2 separate regions of the Mus musculus genome follow, and region 2 is linked to region 1. Evidence: chromatin contacts called from public HiChIP or PLAC-seq data. All regions are on one chromosome and are shown on one strand. The core of a region is the stretch at or near the end of the contact, and the rest is flanking DNA. Distances in the headings are between cores, read along the strand shown. Region 1 overlaps Shtn1 (shootin 1). Region 2 has its middle 23 kb from the start of 4930442E04Rik.

Region 1 (3,418 bases), core at 888-3,387:
TTAAAAGTTATTACATCCTGTATATCAAAGAAAGTGGAATAAAGCCTATCTAAAAGAGATCAAAGAGATTTCTTCTTTAAGGGAAAGAAGTCCAGTCAAGAGATGGACACCAAGGAGGCAAACCTGTATTTAATACCATGTTTTGTTTAGGAATTGTATAAATAGGAAACATTTAAGCAAACCTTTTTTCAAGTCTATTTAACCAATCCATGTTTTTAAAACATGCATCCAGCAATGACTTAAATGAAATCATTAAATGTGACTATAGCTTTCAGGGGTTGGGGTGTGACTCAGGAGCAAACAACATATGAAAAAAATAAAACCACCTATTGTATTGTCTACTGTGTGTGTGTGTTTGCTCGCACACGCGTGTGCATGTGTGGTGTGTGGTGTGTGTGTATGTTGTACACATGTGGAGGTCAGAACAGGATACCAGATGTCTTCATATATTGTTCTCTGCTGTACTGACTTGAGACAGGGTCTCTCACTGAATTCGAAGCTTGCCGTTTTGACCAGGCCAAGCCAGTGAGGTAGCTCTTGAAATCTGCCATTTCTGTCCCCAAATTCTGGGGCTAGAGGCATGAAAACAAAATTTTTAATGGATTTGAATGCAGTTCCTTATACCTGTGGAGTGAACATTCTTGACTGAGCTACCTTCTTAGCCTCGAGTGTCTGATTTTTCTTGCTTGCTGCCTGTACAGCCGAGGATTACAAATGAGTTAAACTGAAACTTGTTGACCAAAATCAATTTGGTTTTTCTCAAAGAATTTCTTGGCCAAAGTATGGAATCACTTTGGAACATGTCACCATTAATGTGCTTCTAGACCTTGCTATTCCTAGTGAATTCACTCCAGCTGACACACGGAAGCTAAGTGCCCACTGAGACCTAGGCTCGATGGCAGACTCACAGTCTGCCTGATCAGTGTTGAACTCTAGCTTTAAACAGATATGATGTCTGTACTTCTGGGGAGAGATGGCTAAGCTCACAAAGGCTGCCTTCTAGATGAAGAGGACCACAGTATACCCAAAACTAACCAGTGCTTGTTTCAGGTCTAACTCAGGTCTTCTTTCCTGAGAAGACTTCATGTGGACCTGGGTAGCCATTCCTCATCTCTGAGTCCCTAAGGGAACACCAGAGTTTACAAGTTTCTATTACCCTCAACTCTGTAGCACCAAATGGCTGAATCACTGCTACGTTGGTAAGTATAATCTGACTTCAAAGACAATTCTGTCCTCAGAGGCTATTGGAAAACTAAGAATTAAAATGTCTCCATGTGGAACATGATTCAGACCCAAGAGTCATCTTTCCACAGCCGTCTTAGTTACTTTTTAGTAACTCTCTCTCATTGTTGCAACAATGAGAGAAAAAACAAAGCCTCCTGAGGAAGGCAGAGTTTCTTTAGCTCAGTACAAGAGTAAACCCATCACTGTGGGGGAGGGAGGCACTTGTCCTCTTATTCAGCCTAGCCAGCTCCAGGGCCAGCAACAGTTGCCCACATTTAGAGTGGGTCTTCTCACCTCCATTAACCTAATCCAGGAACTTCCTCATTGGAATACCCAGAGGTTTGTCTCCTGGGTGATTGTAGATCTTATGGAGTTGACAATCAGTATCAAACATCACAGAATGCAACATAGGAAACACAAGTACCCAAGTCAGAACTTAACAACAAATGAAAAATGTTGGGGGGGGGGGGAGAAACGAAGAAAAACAAATGTCCTATGCTTTGGGTTGATTAACTATGTTCCCTCAAATAGAATTTGGGGGTGGAAACTTACTCTGATGGTTCACAAATATCTACAAGGGGGCAAACAAGAAATTCACTCACTCATTCGCCGTCTCCCTTGACGTCCAAGTATCTGTACATACATATGCTTTCCTGACCCTGTTCAAAAGGAGACTTTTCAAAAAGCCAGGTCTTATGCATAAGCACCTGGCATGGGATGTGGTTTAGTCCTGGGAACGCAGAGACCAGTTTTAAAACACCTTCTTTTTTTTTTTTTTTTTTTTTTTTCCCTCTTGGTTTTGTTTTCTTTTTCAGAAAGGCTGCCATTTTGAGTGAGACTAGGAAGAGCTGCATGGGGAAGGGAGCACCGCCTACAAACAGATTAGCGCTCTGCAAGGACTGACTGCAACCCAATTAAATACACCATACAGAAACTAATTAAGGCAGACAGATGGAGAATTACGGGCCACACCATTCAAATCTGCGACAGCATCTACCAGCAGGAATTTAAAGTAGCTCCTTATATTTGCTTGCCAGAATCATAGTGATAATTCAGAGAAGTGCCACTATCTGTATTGTGCACAGATTATAAACCAGGCTTTAATTTCTCAGCCTTTTTTCCCCCCAATATAAAGGCATAATTGGTCTTAAGAAAAAGAAATCACTCTTATCAGATTCCCTACTCAGGCGCAACACAAGGGCAGTGCTAAGCTAGCCGCACAGGCTTTCTTCCTCTCACCGACCTGTTTTTGAAATGGCAAAAAAGCAATCTATATGAACTTCTGAACTATTAAGCAGTTCTAATAAACCGGCATGAATCACCTACGGAGCACCCGTGGTATGTTTTGTAATTCCTTCTGCAATCGCGCAGTTGGTAATTGTCTCACAAAAGCATGTAATCAGGAGGACAATGGAAATATGCAGGATGCTGGAGATTAGAGAAAGAGGCTAATGAGGACAACAAGTCTAATGTTACCGAACTGCCACGGGCGGAAAGGAAAAAAAACCCAACAAAACAAAACCAAAGGTTCTTTGAGTTAGGGCTTCAAGGTCAGTCTTGGATCAGAATACTATATGTAATTAATTGGGGCTTAAATCTTTAGACCCACTTGGAAAATAAGTTAGATCTTAAAAGGAGAGAGAGAGAGGGAGGGAGGGAGGGGGAGAGAGAGACAGAGAGATAGAGAGAGAGAGAGAGAGAGAGAGAGAGAGAGAGAGAGGGAGAGAGAGAGAGAAAGAGGAGAGGAGAGAGAGAGGAGAGAGAGAAAGAGAGACAGAGACACCCCCATGGAAGAAATTACCACATTGTTACTCAAGAAAACCTCTGCTTATTACCAAGAAGAAATGAAGTTTCTTTTTGCTTCCCCATTTTGCTAATTTTTTTGATAAGACCTTAAAAACCAAGCCACTGTATATCATCATGATGTTAAAAACTTCCAAGAGGGTACATCATATTTGAATCAGTCTAGAATTGACTTACAGAATATGAATGTAAGGAAATTTCTTGACTACAGTAGGATTACCTCTCCCAAAGGGGAGTTACAGGGTTACAGAGATAGCTCAGTAGGTAAGAAGGCATGAAGAATTGAGTCCAAATCCCTAGAATCCATATAAAAAGACCTGAGTATGGCTGAAGGTGTCTGTGACCCCAGCACTGTGTTGGACAGAGAAAGGAGGATCAGCTCCAGCTTCAA
Region 2 (3,467 bases), core at 176-2,675, 190 kb after region 1:
TTTTATTTTTAAAAGGAGTCTTAGAAACATACAAATAATGTGAAATTTCTCCAAGAAAAAGTTCAAGGGAACCACGTTCAAGTAGCACCGAAAGTCTATTTGTAAAGGTTAGGACGTGCACAACTTCAGAGACTGTTTTTTCTTAAAAAAAAAAAAAAAAAAAAAAAAAGAACAAAATTTCAGTCACTTTAATACACACTTTAAGGGTGATTTATGATAACTGTAGCCTGCAGTGACTAAGGCTATACTGAATGTTCAGAGCTGAAACATTCAGTCTGTTGTATTCAGGGAAAGTTCTCTCTACAATTTTGGGGGAAAAAATTTAAAAAACGCGGAAGCAATTGTCAAATCTCTTTCACCTGTGCAATATCTTTTTTGTTGTTGTTGTTGTTGATAAATGTGTCCAATTACATGGCTAGGGTTCAGATGCCCACAAACAGTTTCATTTTTGATGGTTCGGTAGCTGTAATTCCAGGCTGCTATTTCACTGTATTGGAAGGCACGTGGTTATCTTTGCTCCTTTCTTCTTCCTCACGCTTAAACCAGCCCCCCCCCCACCCAAAAAAAAACACATCAAGAAACCAAATAATCCGGGAAAACAAGAGGCACCGTTTGTATTCTAAAGGCTGAAATCCTCGACATAAGTAAAGGGACGATTCTGACACTTGGCGGTAACCTCCCAGATTCAGGTCTTGCATCTGTGAAATGGGCTTGGGCTGGGGGCTTCACGGCAGGACGTTGTCCCCAGGTATCAACAACTCATTGTCTCCTGACTTTCGGGTGTTTGAAAGCTCTTGGGCCTTTTTGGGGGAAGCAGGTCCAAACCCTTCCCGGGCCAATTTGCCTTCTAGAAGCCACAGGGGACACACACACACACACACACACACACACACACACACACACACACGGTGCGTCTGGCATTTTGGTTTATTGCCTTTACAAAGGTTTTTGGAGGTCATCTCAGACTTAAACTAAAGAGTGGGGGCGGGGGGGGATGCAAAGTGAAAGGGGAAAGGATCGGGGGAAGGGGGCGAGAGAGGGAAGCTGCAGGGTTGACACCAAGAGAAGGAAAGAAAATAACCCAGAAAAGAATCGTGCCGCTGGAAAAACTGGGGGAGGAAAAGAGCGGAAGGTATTGCTTCGGGAGGCACCCGAGCCGCGGGGCTTATAGAGGGACTGGGCCTGAAACTCGGCCACGTCCTCCCGGCCCTGCTCCGAGTGTCCCCGGTCAGGGAAGGTAAGAGCCGACCCAGACTCATCTAGAGACGGAGCAGAGGAAGTCGCAGCCCGGGGCTCGTCCGGGCGAGTCAGGGTGGGCACATTTCTCCCGTAGTAGCATTTGCGGGGGACGGAGGAAGTAGTTGGGGGCAGGGGGCGATAGTGCCACCCGGAGCCTCGCGGAGTCCCCGGTGTTCGGCTGGAAGCTCCTGTCCCAAGTACTGCTCTGCGCTCTGCATTAGGCAGCGGCCGAGTTGGGAGCACACCCGTAGGGGCCCGCGAGGTTTTTCCTTGTCTCTTGGGCGACGACCTTCGGGAGATAGTCAAAAAGCTGGTGACCCGCGCACTGACAAGATCTCCGAGTCTCCACCTGAATCCTGATGGCCTAGGGACCTTACCTCGGCGACTGGCCCAGCCTCAGAACTCCTTCAAGCCTTTCTCTCCTAGTACAGGGACCTCAAACTCCGGAACTCCCGAGATGGAGCAAAAAGACACTACCTACGCATTCCCGCGCCAGAGGAGGGTCCCTGGGGGGGCGCTCTCCAGATCCTAGGGGCGAGGGTTACCTTCCCAGCACCTTGCGAGGGTGGGTACCAGTCTGGGCCCCATAACACCGTCACTGCTACTTGTAATTTCTTCGCTTTGCCCCTCCCTTTGGAGAAAGAGGCAGTTTTACCCAAAGGTAGCGCTGGGTGAGCCGTGGGTTTGAGAGTTAAAGAGGGTCTTCTGTCTCAGAGGAACTTCTTAGCACCAAAATATCTCCAGGCCAACATTTTTTTTTAAACCACAAATTGATTATTTTGAGATCTCTCTCTCTCTCTCTCTCTCTCTCTCTCTCTCTCTCTCTCTCTCTCTCCTCTCTCCACATTGATACACTGATGATCCTTCAGTGGTAGAGAGGGGAAGTGTTTTTTCTGGGTTAGTGTCTTCTTTGCCTCCTTTCATCCTCCAAAGTCCAAGAGCAGTCAAACGAAATGTGTTTTGTTTTGTTTTTGTTTGGTTGTTTTTTTTTTTTTCCTAACTCTTGCGATAAAATTCAATGCTCCTGTCTGGACAGTTCACATCCAAGAAGGCTTGTGTGTGTCCAGCTCTGTGTAGCCAGCTACTTGAACGCTTTCTCCGAAGATTATGGTGACAACAGGGTGACAAGAACCAGGGAACTAACAGCTCTTGAGTAGTCATTTGTACCAACCTGTACTTGGAGGTGAGACATGTATGTACACAACCTTTTCCGCTCCACTTTTAATTTTTGTCAGAGGAGGTCAGAATTGGCAGATTAAAAAAAAAGATATTATTTGCAGAGTTATGAATGTCCCCACAGAAACTATTTCTATCAGACCACTAGTTGTGACAGGGTTAGGAAACCAGTTTAAACTGTTAATCGGCCACAAAAAGGGCCTCAGATCGACGCCTTTCATTGTAAGGCTGTAAAAGCTAAGCTGTACATCGGGAAGAAATTAGACAGCGGCAAAACCATTACCTTGACTTCCCACAATAAAGACAACCTTAAGAGGGGCTATTGATGGTTTCAAATTACATCACAGCAGTTTGTGGGTTCTTCCTCCGAGCTCATGGAATACAATTTTAAAATGTGGATTCTTCAAAGAGCAGTCGCCGGCATGGTATTCACACATGGACAGGCAGCTACCCTTTGATTTTATTTATTGCAAAGTGGAGGTGAAGAGAGGAAAACAAAGACAAACAACCAGAATAAGGAGTTTAAAAAGAATCATGTCCGGTTTATATTTCCCAAGCTTTCTGTGCTCTTTCTTGCAGGGAAACTGGGGTGGGGGTGGGGGGCGGGAAGGGGACCAGAGGGAAACCCCTGTGCATGGCCCGTCCTGTCCGCCCTCTGCTTCTGAAGGTTCCAATCTGCACTCAGACTTGTGGGTTAAAGTTGGGAAAGACATTTTCCCAAACACGACTCCAGGGCCAGGGTCACACCGAAACTCCACTAGTCCTTTGGGGAGAAATCTCTCCGTTGGCCATGGTGGCCTTGTGCCTTCCACCAGCCGATTCCCCCGAAAGAGCTTGTACATTGGTAAAATTCACCGAAAGCGGGTGGCCCACCCTCCTCTTTTACTCTCAAAAGTGGTCTCTGCATTTTCAGGAGTCTCAAAAAGAGGAAGTCCCTCTCAATCGCCATCCTTAAAGTCACCTTACTGTTCTCGAAAGGCCTATAAAAAACGGGGTACCCTGCCACCTCAGTTGGCGTTTCTCTAAGTTAGTGGTGGAAACCCACACGGTGT

What was found. HiChIP or PLAC-seq counts read pairs in DNA pulled down with a chosen protein or histone mark.
Region 2: an H3K4me3 HiChIP or PLAC-seq map of embryonic forebrain shows a contact between it and region 1, with 2.6 times the contacts expected there. The contact joins two enhancer-like sites. A contact is called at or near these places in 11 of 484 Hi-C or Micro-C datasets (the HL-1 cell line, Sertoli cells, bone marrow-derived macrophages and 6 more), 7 of 115 datasets of contacts at active chromatin or transcription factors (bone marrow-derived dendritic cells, bone marrow-derived macrophages, embryonic basal ganglia and 4 more) and 1 of 9 other capture datasets (embryonic stem cells).

The regions. Positions count from the first base shown.
Region 1 is chr19:59,004,599-59,008,016 of GRCm38.p6, forward strand. All of the region lies in intron 12 of Shtn1 (shootin 1), which reads right to left. Among named protein-coding and RNA genes, the nearest start is that of Eno4, 63 kb to the left of the region's middle. Within about 2 kb of position 2,138, at least 20 of the 459 cell types and tissues checked have an H3K27ac peak or open chromatin away from gene starts, as enhancers often do. A contact at or near this core is called in embryonic forebrain, where this site is marked.
Region 2 is chr19:59,192,841-59,196,307 of GRCm38.p6, forward strand. No RefSeq gene overlaps it. Among named protein-coding and RNA genes, the nearest start is that of 4930442E04Rik, 23 kb to the left of the region's middle. Within about 2 kb of position 1,426, at least 18 of the 459 cell types and tissues checked have an H3K27ac peak or open chromatin away from gene starts, as enhancers often do. A contact at or near this core is called in embryonic forebrain, where this site is marked.